2 separate regions of the Sus scrofa genome follow, and region 2 is linked to region 1. The links are chromatin contacts, called in public HiChIP or PLAC-seq maps. All regions are on one chromosome and are shown on one strand. Each heading gives the region's core, a stretch centred on a gene start, on an enhancer-like site or on the middle of the called end of the contact. The rest is flanking DNA. Distances are from core to core; before and after follow the strand shown. Region 1 has its middle 11 kb from the start of LBR. Region 2 has its middle 17 kb from the start of SDE2.

Evidence for each region. HiChIP or PLAC-seq counts read pairs in DNA pulled down with a chosen protein or histone mark.
Region 2: a contact with region 1 is called in an H3K27ac HiChIP or PLAC-seq map of alveolar macrophages. The contact joins two enhancer-like sites. A contact is called at or near these places in 1 of 5 promoter capture datasets (liver) and 1 of 2 datasets of contacts at active chromatin or transcription factors (alveolar macrophages).

Annotation. Positions count from the first base shown.
Region 1 is chr10:13,424,855-13,430,599 of Sscrofa11.1, forward strand. No RefSeq gene overlaps it. Among named protein-coding and RNA genes, the nearest start is that of LBR, 11 kb to the left of the region's middle. Within about 2 kb of position 1,502, at least 42 of the 83 cell types and tissues checked have an H3K27ac peak or open chromatin away from gene starts, as enhancers often do. A contact at or near this core is called in alveolar macrophages, where this site is marked.
Region 2 is chr10:13,911,542-13,918,218 of Sscrofa11.1, forward strand. No RefSeq gene overlaps it. Among named protein-coding and RNA genes, the nearest start is that of SDE2, 17 kb to the left of the region's middle. Within about 2 kb of position 4,405, at least 12 of the 83 cell types and tissues checked have an H3K27ac peak or open chromatin away from gene starts, as enhancers often do. A contact at or near this core is called in alveolar macrophages, where this site is marked.

The DNA of each region.
Region 1 (5,745 bases), core at 252-2,751:
GATCCTTAACCCACTGAGCAAGGCCAGGGATCGAACCTGCAACCTCATGGTTCCTAGTCAGATTAATTAACCAGTGAGCCAGAGGGGAACTCCCCTGGATGGATTTTTAAAACACACACACATAGGAGAGTTCCCTGGTGGCTCAATGGGTGAAGGACCTGGTATAGTTACTGCTGTGGCTCAAGTTTATTCTTTGCCTGGGGAACTTCTGCATATGGCAGGCACAGTCAAAAAAAACTTTTTTAATTAAAAAATGTATGGAGGTTCCCACATGGCACAGTGGGTTAAGGATCTGGCATTGCCACAGCTGTGGTACAGATTACAACTGCATATGGGTTCGCTCCCTGGCCAGGAATTTCCACATGCCATGGGTGTGACAAAAAAAAAAAAAAATCACACATACACACACACAGGGAAACAAAAAGGGATGAGAAAAACTAAGAACAAGGAAAGAAAGGTACCTCCTTGGCAGAGTGACACGGTTGCTATGACGACATGGATACTGACTCAGAGAGCCTGGTGACCCTCAGGGTCTGCCAAGTCACTGCCCATGGCACTGCCCCTGCAGCGTGCTGTGCCCTCCCCTGGGGAGGGAGGTGACAAATGGCTGGCTGAGTGCAGGGTCACCCCACAGAAGTGCTCAGCTCTGGGAGTGGGGATTGTATGGCATAAAAGATACACTGGAGGGGAGAGCAATATAAGGAAATGTTAAGAGTCAGGCCAGGGCTTGCACCCACCCTCTGTCCTGCGCACAGTAAGGCAGCAGACCAGCAACACCGGGGAAAACAAAGATGCATGGTCTACCTAACAGTTATTGCAACTCCACTATGAGGGAGTTCCCGCTGGGGCACAGTGGGTTAAGAATCTAACTTCAGTGGCTTGGGTCGCCACAGAGATACAAGCTCAATCCCCAACCCTGCGCAGTGAGTTCAAAGGATCCAGCATTGCCGCAGCTGCAGCATAGGTCACAGACGCAGCTCAGATTCAATCCCTGGCCCAGGACTGAATGCGGCATGCCACATGCCACAGGTGCAGCTCTTTAAACAAACAAACAAATAAGCAAACGAACAAAACTCTACTACGTGGCAGCATCTTATGTGCAATCCGCTCTATTAACTCTCCCAACAGTCCTGGGAGGTGGGAATATTATATCCATTTTGCAACTGAAGACACCAGAAAAACAGCTGATGGACTTGCCAGGTTGACCCAGAAAGTAAGTGGCAGAGCTGGAAAGAGAGACCAAGGGCATCTAACTCAGAGCCCACGGCGACTTTAGGGGCTAAGAGAGGCCAGCTAAGAGCGGCTGAAGTCCCAGCTGGTTCCCAAAGAGTGGAACTGGACACAAGACATCTCTGTTGGGAAGTGTCTACTCCGCCTCTCAGAACCAGTAATTATACACCCAGTGAGGGTGGCGGCTTGTTGTGGGTGTTGGCTCTCAAACCGTAGGCAGCAGAAGAGCTAGGACTTGTCCTGTGGTCTCAGTATAGTCCCCTGGGCTGGCAACCAGGGCTGTGCAGTGTGCTGAACACACCCAACTGGTTGCCTGCTGTTTGGCTCAACTGTCTTTTTAGGCTGAACTCTTTGTAAAAACAAATAAAACATCCCTCTACTGGGCTACATGACCTCACAAAAACTCAGCCTCCAAACTCTGCATCTGCTTCTCTCAGAAGCTTTTTGTCCTTCAGCTTCCCTGGGAATCTTGGCTACACCAAGGAGGGAAAAAAAAAAAAATGGAAGAGATAGAAGATCAATATCTTTATGCTTAAGTGTAGAATTAATCCATATTTCACTCTTAAGGTCTGGAGTTTGGAAAGAGTGGCTGGGATTTGTTACATAAGTGATTGCAGCTTGTTCTGAAGATAAGGCGATTCTGAATCGGTAACCAGGCTGGACCGTCCACCTCAGGGAGAGGCCTGGCTATTGTTCAGGGTTTGCTTTGGACTTCACTTCCTGGAGTAAAAGGTCGTTGCGATCCAACACGTGAACAGGAAGTGGGCAGGGCTTGCCACCCTGCCTGGTGGTTCACAAAAGAAGAAACACAGAGAAGTCATAACCTCTGCGGTTTAGTGTGTGTTGCAACATGAAAACCCGGAAGATTATCTTAGAGGAGGCTGATTTGTCAAAGTTGGCAATGAAGTGGAGCCTTTACTGTGGGAGTCTTAGGAGGGGAGCCAGCCTTTGTCCTCCCGAGAAGCTCCCAGGTCTTGGAAGCGGATAAAACCATAACCCTTTGGAACAAGTCCCCAAAATGTAGCTCTGTCATCAGAATGGGATGGTCAGAAGGGTGTTTACAAGAATGCAATTTGATTTTTTTTTAAAGTTTGATATTCTTTAAAAATGAACAGCCCTCCCTGTGGTTTGACTTGAGTAACAAGTGCATGTGTGGTGATGGGAGGTGGAGGAGACATGGGTGCCCTCTCCCTCCCACCACTGGGGTCTCAGGGCATTTCATTGGGTCGAGCCAACCTGCCTGTTTAAGCCTGTGAATCTGCCTGATCTTGAAAATCTTCCAGGTGGTCTCACAGGTGGTGAACTGCCACATGGATTAGTGCTGACCCAAATGCTAGTACTGCTTACAAGCTGGCCAGGAAAACTTTTTTTTACTGGAAAATTCCTTGAGAAGAGACCACAGAGTTTCAGTGAGGATATGCCAGTTAAGGATAGGAAGTTGCCGTTGTGCCTCAGCAGGTTACGAAGCCAACTAGTATCCAGGAGGAATCGGGTTTGATCCCTGGCCTCACTCAGTGGGTTAAGGATCTTGGTGTGTAGCTGGCAGCTGTAGCTCCAATTCAGCCCCTAGCCTGGGGAACTTCCATATGCTGTGGGTGTAGCCCTAAACAGCCACACACACAAAAAAAAAAAAAAAAAAAGGGAATATGCAATTTAATAAAACAGGACATCCTGATGGAGCCACAAGAAGACATACTCCCTGACAGGCACATCAAAGGCATCCCAAGGATACAGGCAGGGTGAACCTCACTGGCTCCCACAGTTTTGGGGAGCATCAAAAGGGAGAGAAACCTGCCTCCCAGCAGCTCTCGGCCATCTGCCACACCTGGCTCAGCAGTTAAATAAGATTGGAAAAGCAAGACTGGGAGTGGCTCTACCACGCTTATCTGAGGAAATGTCTGAGTGTCATCTGTCAAGAGAGTTCTTCCCAAGTTTTTTATCATTCTTAAAGATTAGACACCTTTAATTTCCAAGTGCACCCCAAAGGTAAACTGTGATGCTGATGGTCCCTGTGAGAAGCCCTCCACAAGCTGGTGCCCTTGAAGGAGACAGAGGCTGTGTCACCTGTCCAGACTGTGGTGTCCCCAGGGTGCATAGCAGAGTCACTTTGATCTTAATTACCATTTCAAATATAATTTTGGATTTTAATATAAATACCCGGCTCCCAGGACAGGGAGTTAGCCCAGGAAAACCCAGGAGGTGGAGGTCTCAGGGGCTGGGGGCTGGCTGGCCTCTGAGGGCCACACAGAGGCCTCCAGGGAGCCAGGGACATGGCCACCTCTGCCCAGCCAGCCCAGATGTTTCCCGGAAACTCCCTCCTGGCTTTGGCATGCCTGGCTCTGTTTGGTTTCTGAGAACAAAGAGAAAGCTGTGTAGGGGGCCAGGCCTGAGACACATGGGAAAGCCATTGCCGGCTCAGCTGGCAGATATAAACACACACCAGCCCTGAAGCTCCAGGAAGACGGTGCAGTTTTGCACGGAGCAGAGGGAATATTTTGATATGGGGGAGGGGCTGTGCCTGCAGAAACCCTTTGGGTTCCCAATCTTTGGGTTATAACCCAAGGGACCTGGGGGTAGGTGGGAGTGGGGGCCTCTGGGTGTTGGGGAGCTGGGGAGCAGGGGCTCTCTGCATCAGGGTTTCTTTCTCTTCCCTAGAGGCCCCTCTTTGGGCCCAGCTCCTGCTTAGACAGCACACCTGGGTGGGTCACAGGCACTGTCGTGCAGTGCTGCCCTAGGAAGGGCAGCTTGCCAAGGAGTTCCTGAAGTGTCTGGGAAAAGGCCCCTTCCCTGGGGCAGCATTTGCCCGTGTAATTAAAACACTGCATTTCAAAGACACTTCTAATGATGCAAAATGTGGTTGCCAGAAAGAAAATGACACACTTGGCACCCCTGGGACTCTGCACGGACAATTCACCCAAGGCCTGGCGCCGTGAGCCCGCAGTAAAGGTTACACCCACTTCAGGACGAGGGACAAGAGGACTTCAGGGGTGGCTGGCAGACTGCGCCGATGATCACTTGTTCAGCACAACGCCTCCGGCACGCTGCAGTGTGCACGCCTGGGCCAGAGCCTGGCCACACCCGGGGGGAGGACAATGGGGCCCAGAGGGGTCCCTCCAAGTCAGACCCAGCAAGTGGGAGGAGGGCACCCCAGAAAACAGCCCCATAAAGGGAGGGGGCCAGAACTGAACTTGGAAAGGCTCCTGTTGTCCTTGGTATTCCCCTCTGCCCTCTCTCCTCTCCCTCCTGCCCTGTCACCAGGAAGGGTGACATTTCCATACTACCCCGCTGAGTCGGCTCCAATGGGACCCTAATCCCTGTTCTCCTGGAGCCCAGTCTCCCAGGAGTTGTGAGGCAGCTCCCCTCCCCTCCCTCCAAAGCTGCCCTCCGGGCTGGCCTTGACCTCTGGCCCCACAGTAGGGTCTAGTCCAGAATTGAGCAACGGTGAAGGGGCCGACAGTCATGCTGGTCAATCTGTCCTTCTGTCCCTTCCCATCCAAGGATTCCAAACAGTCGCCACTATAACGGGGCTTCTTCCCAGAACGGCCAGTTTTCACAGCATCACCAGATGGTCTGATTTCATTTTATTTTCCTGGCAGAATTAGACTTGGTTCTGGAATCGTGATGGATTTTAGTCAAGGTTCTATTGACCAAAAGCATCTCTTTGGGATCAGGAGAACTTTGGAAACCTGCAGGGTTCCAGGAAAACATTCAGCGTCTTAGACACACCTCTGTACGTGTCTCTGGACTTTTCATCTAACTGAAGCACAGCGAAGGTTTATGCCTTGAACCAAGCACACAGCAGAGAGGTTTCTGTGAAGCTGGCCTGGTTAAGAGTCTTGCAATTCTCCCAGAAGCTTATTCTCGTGGTGTAAATTCGACTCATTTCTCACAGCTCTCTGTTCTCAAAAGCCTCTCATTCTCCGCACTCAGGCTCAGCATTTGGCTATAATCCCACAGGATGATAAACAGGTGGAGGGCACTGCATCCTGCTCCCTCAGGGTCTGGCCCCTCTGCGGCCCAGATCACAGGTTGGCAGTCAGGGCTTGGCTTCTTTTTTTGTGGAAGTTCCCGGGCCAGGGGTCGAACCCCCACCACAGCAGTAATCAGAAACACAGCAGTGACAACGCTGGATCCCTAACCCACTGAGCCACTAGGGAACTCCAGGTCTTGGCTTCTTTTCCTTCCCAGCCCCTACCTTCTGTCCTGGCCCTGCCAGAGATTTAGAAAAAGCTCAATCCAGAGTTCCAGTCGTGGCCCAACAGGTTAAGAACCTGACTAATAGCCATGAGGATGTGGGCCCCGCTCAGTGGGTTAAGGATCTGGTGTTGCCATGAGCTGTGGGTAGGTCAAAGATGCAGCTCAGATCCGGATTGCTGTGGCTGTGGTGTAGGCCTGCAGCTGCAGCTCCAGTTCAACACCTAGCCTAGGAACTTCCATATGCCATGGGCGTGGCCCTAAAAAGCAAAAAAAAAAAAAAAAAAAAAAGGAAGGAAGGAAGTCCCCATTGTGGCTCAT
Region 2 (6,677 bases), core at 3,155-5,654, 490 kb after region 1:
CCAAGAAATAGCAACAACAACAACAACAACAACAAAGACAAAAGACAAAAAAAAAAAAAAAAAAAAAAAAAATCAATCCTGGGACCAGCTAAACACCAGCTTTGAAAAACAATGCAAGCGCGCATCCACCCTGATCCTCATCGGTGACCCTATTTTCCACTCCGAAACTATAAAACCACCTCCTCTTCACTCCCAAAGCGTGGGCACAGTCTTTAAGGCATTAGTCTGCTGTGGCCTCCTTTGCCGAGCAAAACAAATAAAGGCTATATTTTTCTCCTTCACCCAAAACTCTCCAGGTTTCTATTCAGCACTGGTGGACAGAGGCAGAGTTTTGGCAGCATTTGTATATATATCCTAGCTTGCCTCCTTCTCTGAGAATTTTCCCAAAATGCTGCCTCCTGGGCTATAGTCCTCATTTTGCCCCAAATAAAACTTAACTCCACCCCCCCCACAAAAGAAATGCAAATTCTTGGACTCAGGGGATGACCTATTGAATCAAACTCTACAGGGTGGGGAACCCAGCCACGTGAATTTCAACCAGACTTCCTGTGACTGATGAATACTCAAGTTTGAGAACTAGAAGCTAGAGAAAATCCTTTAATAGTCCCAAAAATGACAGAACTGTCTCCCTCGAATTCATACTCTACATATGCAAAGAATAGACTTCAACCAAATATTTTAATGTCCTTTAAAAAACCTTTTTATTGTGTAAAAATGTTAAGCCACACGAAGTGGACAGAGCAGAGCAATAAACCTTCATATTTCCATCATCTAGATTTAACAATTAGCAAGATTTGGGGAGTTCCTGTTGTGGCTCAGTGGGTTAAGAATCCAACTAGTATCCATGAGGAGGTGGGTTCAATACCTGGCCTCACCCTGCAGGTTAGTTCTTGGATACAGCTCAGATATGGTGTTACCCTGGCTGTAGCGTAGGCTAGCAGCTGCATCTCCAATTAGACCCCTAGTCTGGGAACTTCCATATGCTGGAGGTACAGTCCTAAAAAGACAAATATATATACCTATTTGTAAATATATATATATATATATATATATATGTGCTTAAGAAAAAGACAAGAACAATTAGTAAAGTTTTTCTGCACTATCCCTTTCTCTTTTTCTCTTATTTTTTTAACCCTAGAAATTATTTCAACTCACACCTACATATTTCAGTGTGCCTCTTAAAAATACATGTTCTAGGGAGTTCTCATTGTGGAACAGTGGAAATGAATCTGACTAGGTTCCTTGAGGACACAGGTTTGATCCCTGGCTTCACTCAGTGGGTTAAGGATCCAGCATTGCTGTAAGCTATGGTGTAGGTTGCAGACTTGGCAAAGGATCTGGCATTGCTGTGGTTGTGGTGTAGGCCAGCAGCTGCAGCGCCATTTGGATCCCTAGCCTGGGAATCTCCATATGCCGCAGGTGTGGCCCTAAAGAGGAAAAATATGTATATATACATATATATGTTCTCAAGTTCCCTGGTGGCCTAGTGGTTAAAGATCCAGCATTGTTACTGCTGTGGCAGTTTCAATTCCTGCCCTGGGAACTTCTGCATGCTACGGGCAAGGCCAAAAAAAAAATATATATATATGTGTGTGTGTATACACACATATATGTATACATATATATGTATATATATATACATATATATGCTTCTTTGGTTTCTCCTAATACTCAGACTATAATTACATTTCTGTGCTGAACTAGAGTCTATTTAACTCTGTTGTAGCTGGCTGTTTTCTAGGGTTTTTCAATGATTTTTATTTTTTTCCATTACAGTTGGTTTAATATCTTCTGTATTATGATACACACCTACCACAATAAAACTGAGAGGGATACTGACTAAGAGGGAAAATACTTAGACATTTTCTTTGTAAATTTTCCCTAAAAATGAATATTTCTTTTAGATATAGATGTTTGTGTTTGAGGAGAGTTCCTCATTATCTGTGGATTGAAGCATTTTACCTGTGAAATGAGTCCATTTGGATGCTGTGACATCACACTAGTTGTCAGAAAATGTAATTAACCAAGATGAATCTTGGTTTAAATAAAGCTTCCTGCCGCACATCTATCTGCCCCACATTCTGTGTAGTCAGAAGTGTAAAGTGTTGGAGTTCCCATCGTGGCTCAGCCGAAACAATCTGACTAGTATCCATGAGGATGCAGGTTCCATCCCTGGCCTTGCTCAGTGGGTAAAGGATCCAGTGTTGTGAGCTGTGGTGTAGGTGGAAGACACAGCCCCCATCTGTTATTGCTGTGGCTATGGTGTTGGCTGGCACCTGCAGCTCTGATTCAATTCCTAGCCTGGGAACTTTCATGTGCCACAGGTGCGGCCCTAAAAAGAAAAAAAAAATCAATGCAGTCTACGGATTTTAATTATTTCATTTTCTTTCTTAACCCTTTTTGGGGGAGAAAAAGTCTAGCCTTCTGTCGCATTCTCATCACCTCTTTTCCGCCTGCTTCCTCCCTGCTTCTCCCTCGGCCATTTCACAAATGTGTCATTTTATGGCATTTTATTTAGATTGATTTGTAAGGATGGAAATACTGTAAACAAGTTAATAAAATGTAAAGTAGAGTAGATTGTATCGAAGATAAGAACAATTCCAAAAATAGTTGTCTGCCTCTCTGAGTTTTTGTTCTCCCAATAATGAAGCTCACAGCCTTTAATTATAGTTTGAGACACTGTGTTGAAATATTTAATCTCTGAGTAATGACTGGATTTTAGTTTCCTAATTGGCATCTGTGTGTTTAGCATCTGTGCCAAAGCCCGAATCTGAGAATGAGCACACACTACAAGACATGGACTAAATGTAAAGTACTTCTGATACCTGCCACCTTAGCTCCAGGGCAATTGTGTTATAACCAAAAAAGGAGAGATAAATATCATATATTTTATGATTTCATAAAACAAACCACCTGTTAAGGTTGACAAGCCAAACCAAAAATCCATGTGTGATCAGCACGTAGTGCAGTGTAATTGTAGGGCCTCAGAGAAGCCCTTGGCCTTGGAAACAGGTCTTGCTCATTCCCAAATGGTATTTCAGGTACCTGGGAGTAGTTCTCAGAAGACAATGCCCCACCCACAACTAGGTGACTTATTGAAAATCTGGTGAAACCAGCTTGAAAGGACTTAAAGACTAGGCAGGGAAGTTATCGCCTTGAATTCTGTCCCCCGCAAATTTTTCTTTGTGTGTTCCAAGAAGGAGACTCATCAATGTCTTTGGGCATCTTTTCAGCTTCACATTGCTGGACACAAGATGCCCCTCACATCATCTACAACACACTCCTTTAGCAAGTGCTCAGTACCCACTGTGGGCGTGAAACCAACCAGCTCACATTCCCTGAATAATGTATGCTTCCTTTGGCCGTATTTCTCCAGCCTGAAGTTACACGCGGGAGAAGGTGGAGCAGGAGGTGGAATTACAGAACCCAGCTGGTCTATCCACTAAGACCTTCCTAAGATGAAAGGCCAAATCATAGACCCAGGACAGGCTCTGGAGGCCAGCAGACAGAATGGCTCTTTCAGCTGCAAAGCAAGAAGAGATTCTGATTTGCCAAGGTAGTGAATTTGGGGAAACAGCTCCCTGATACATCTGATAACAGTATCCTAAGGCTTTTTTTACTCAGGACAGGGTGTAACAGGCCACCTTAGGAGCCTTGGAGCTGTATAGTCATGCAGAGGTCATGGCATTCATGTTGCTCTGAAAATGAAAACTGCTCTCTTTCCAAACATGAACAACACCCTGTGAGTCTGGGGTTGGAGACACGCAAGGTGATACACTGAAGAACCAAAGGAGGCCATTCCTAGTTCCCGTCCTGGCTCAGTGGGAACAAACCCAGCTAGTATCCATGAGGTTGTGGGTTCGATCCCTGGCCTTGCTTCAGTGGGTTAAGGATCCAACATTGCCGTAAGCTGTGCTGTAGGTCGCAAACTTGGCTTGGATCCCATGTTGCTATGGATCTGGCCTAGGCCAAGGCTACAGCTCTGATGAGACTCCAGTGTTGCTGTGGCTGTGGTGTAGGCCCGTGACTGCAGCTCTGATTCGACCCCACCCTGGGAACTTCCAGATGCTGTGGGTGTGGCCCTAAAAAGCAAAAACAAACAAACAAACAAAACAGGAGGCCACTCCCAACACCCAACCATCACTGGTTACTTCACAGGATCCAAACAAGCCGGTTCCCTCTGTGGCAGGCCCCTGCCAGCTGGAGGCCAGTTGACCGCATGGACTGGTGTGGTCGCCTTAACCTGATCTGCATCTCATCTGTTGCCTTTCCCAGGCACAACCCAGAGTCAGAACTTTCACTTTCTCCAAATTCAGTTCAAGGGGATCCAATCATGTCCCAAAACTCCACGCTTGTCGCCGAATTCTCTCTACTGCTTGTAAAATGGGATTTTTCTCCTCGTGCTGTGGAGGCGGAAACTAAAGCTTAAGCAACACACAGCCAGGAAGAGACAGTACCAGGAGGGGAACCAGGGCCGTCTGACTCCAAAGGTCACGTTCTTTCCACTTCATCATTCTCCACCCCTCCCCCCTCCCCCAAAGTATATGTTTTCTAGATAAACAAATGCCATTGTCCATCCCACTGGGGTATTAGTGGGTTCTTTTTTTTTGCTCTTTAGGGCCACACCCAAGGCATATGGAAATTCCCAGGCTAGGGGGTCAAATTTCCAGCCTAAACCACAGCCACAACAACACCAGATCCCAGCCAAGTCTGTGACCTACAGCGCAGCTTGTGGCAACGCCAGATCCTTAACCCACTGAGCAAGGCTAGGAATCGAACCCACATCTTCATGGATTCTAGTTGGATTCTTAACCTGCTGAGCCACAATGGGAACCCCCTGAAATTCTTGATAGTAGTTCCTCTGACAAGGGAAAGAGAACCAGAGTGAGGGGGAGGGGACAAGTTCAAAAGGATTTTAACCACATCTGTTTTTTTTTTTTTTTTTGCCTTTTTCTAGGGCCGCACCTGCAGCATATGGAGGTTCCCAGGCTAGGGGTTGAATCGGAGCTGTAGCCACCGGCCTACACCAGAGCCACAGCAACACGGGATCCGAGCCGCGTCTGCGACCTACACCACAGCTCACGGCAACGCCAGATCCTTAACCCACTGAGCGAGGCCAGGGATCGAACCCTCAACCTCATGGTTCCTAGTCGGATTTGTTAACAACTGAGCCACGATGGGAACTCCCACATCTGTTTTATATTTGATTTACTTTAAAGGGGAAGGAAAACATTTGAAATAAGTATGACAGAAAGTTAACATGTTGCCATTGTCAATTCTGGGTCATGACTACTCAGGGGCTTCTTATGGCTGGTCCCTGTGTTTCTTTATGTTTCATTTTGTCATAATATAATATACTCATAAATATTTTATGTTATGACTTCGAATAACTGCTAAAACATTAAGGGATATGGGGCTGTGAGAGTGTGTGCAGCTTGGACTGGAGTGCAAGGAGTGGGGTCCTAAGAAGGGGGCAGAGGCTGTGGCCCAGAGGGATTCCCTGCTAGGGAAGACAGAGATTGGGAGTCCAGAGATGGCAAGGACTGATCTGGGGCTGTGCGAGTGCTGGGTACAGAGAGAAATGGATGGACTCCATAGAAATTGAGAAGGTTGGAGCTCCCTTTGTGGCTCATCGGTTAACAAAACTGACTAGGATCCATGAGGACCCTGGGTTTGATCTCTGGCCTTACTCAGTGGGTTAAGGATCTGGCGTAGCTGAGGCCATAGGCATAGGCCGGCAGCTGTTGCTCTGATTAGACCGCTAGCCTGGGAACCTCCATATGCCTCAGGTGAGGCCCTAAAAAGACAAAAAGAAAAGAAAAAGAAAGAAATTGAGAAGGTTGGAGTTCCCTGATGGCTCAATGGATTAAGGATTTGGCATTGTTACTGCTGTGACAGGTTACTGCTGAGCACGTTCAAACCCTGCCCAAGGTACTTCCTTTTGCCTTGTGGCAAAAAAAAAAAAAAAAAAAAAAAAAAAGAGTTCTGGTTGCAGCTCAGCAGGTTAAGAACCTGAGTAGTATCATGAGGATGAGGGTTTGACCCCTGGCATGGCTCAGTGGGTTAAAGGATCCAGCATTGCCTCGAGCTGCCACATAGGTTGCAGATTTGGCTTGGATCTGGTGTTGCTGTGGCTGTGACATAGGCCAGCAGCTTCAGCTCTGATTTGACCCCTACTCTGCCCTAAAAAAGACAAACAAACAAAAAAATTGAGAAGGTAGAACCCCAGGCTTGGGTGATGGCTTGTGGGAAGAGGAAACCTTCAAGGCCTGCGTGTTTAGCCCCCACAACTTGGTGGGTGGTGCCAGTTTGAGCTACGGAACACTGCAAGAAGGAAGAATGCAGCAAGTAGAGTCATAGATTTGGAATGGGACTTAGTGATTTTAAGACTTTAAGGCATTCAAGGCAAATCAGGGTAAAATTAACAAGAAAGTGGCAACAGATGCCGGCTCAACCCAAAACTACTGGATATTTCTACTACTTTGGTAATTATCAAAATTACCTGGCTGCCTCTTTCGTGCCCTTCCTCCACGTGTCCAAATTGTGGCACTTGGGGCCAGCAGTTTAGGGGCAAAACCCTGCTGTATGACCCCGTGACGAATCTGAGAACAGCGTGTCTTTAATTTTTTTTTTTGCTTTTTAGGGCTGTACTCACAGCATATGGAGGTTCCCAGGCT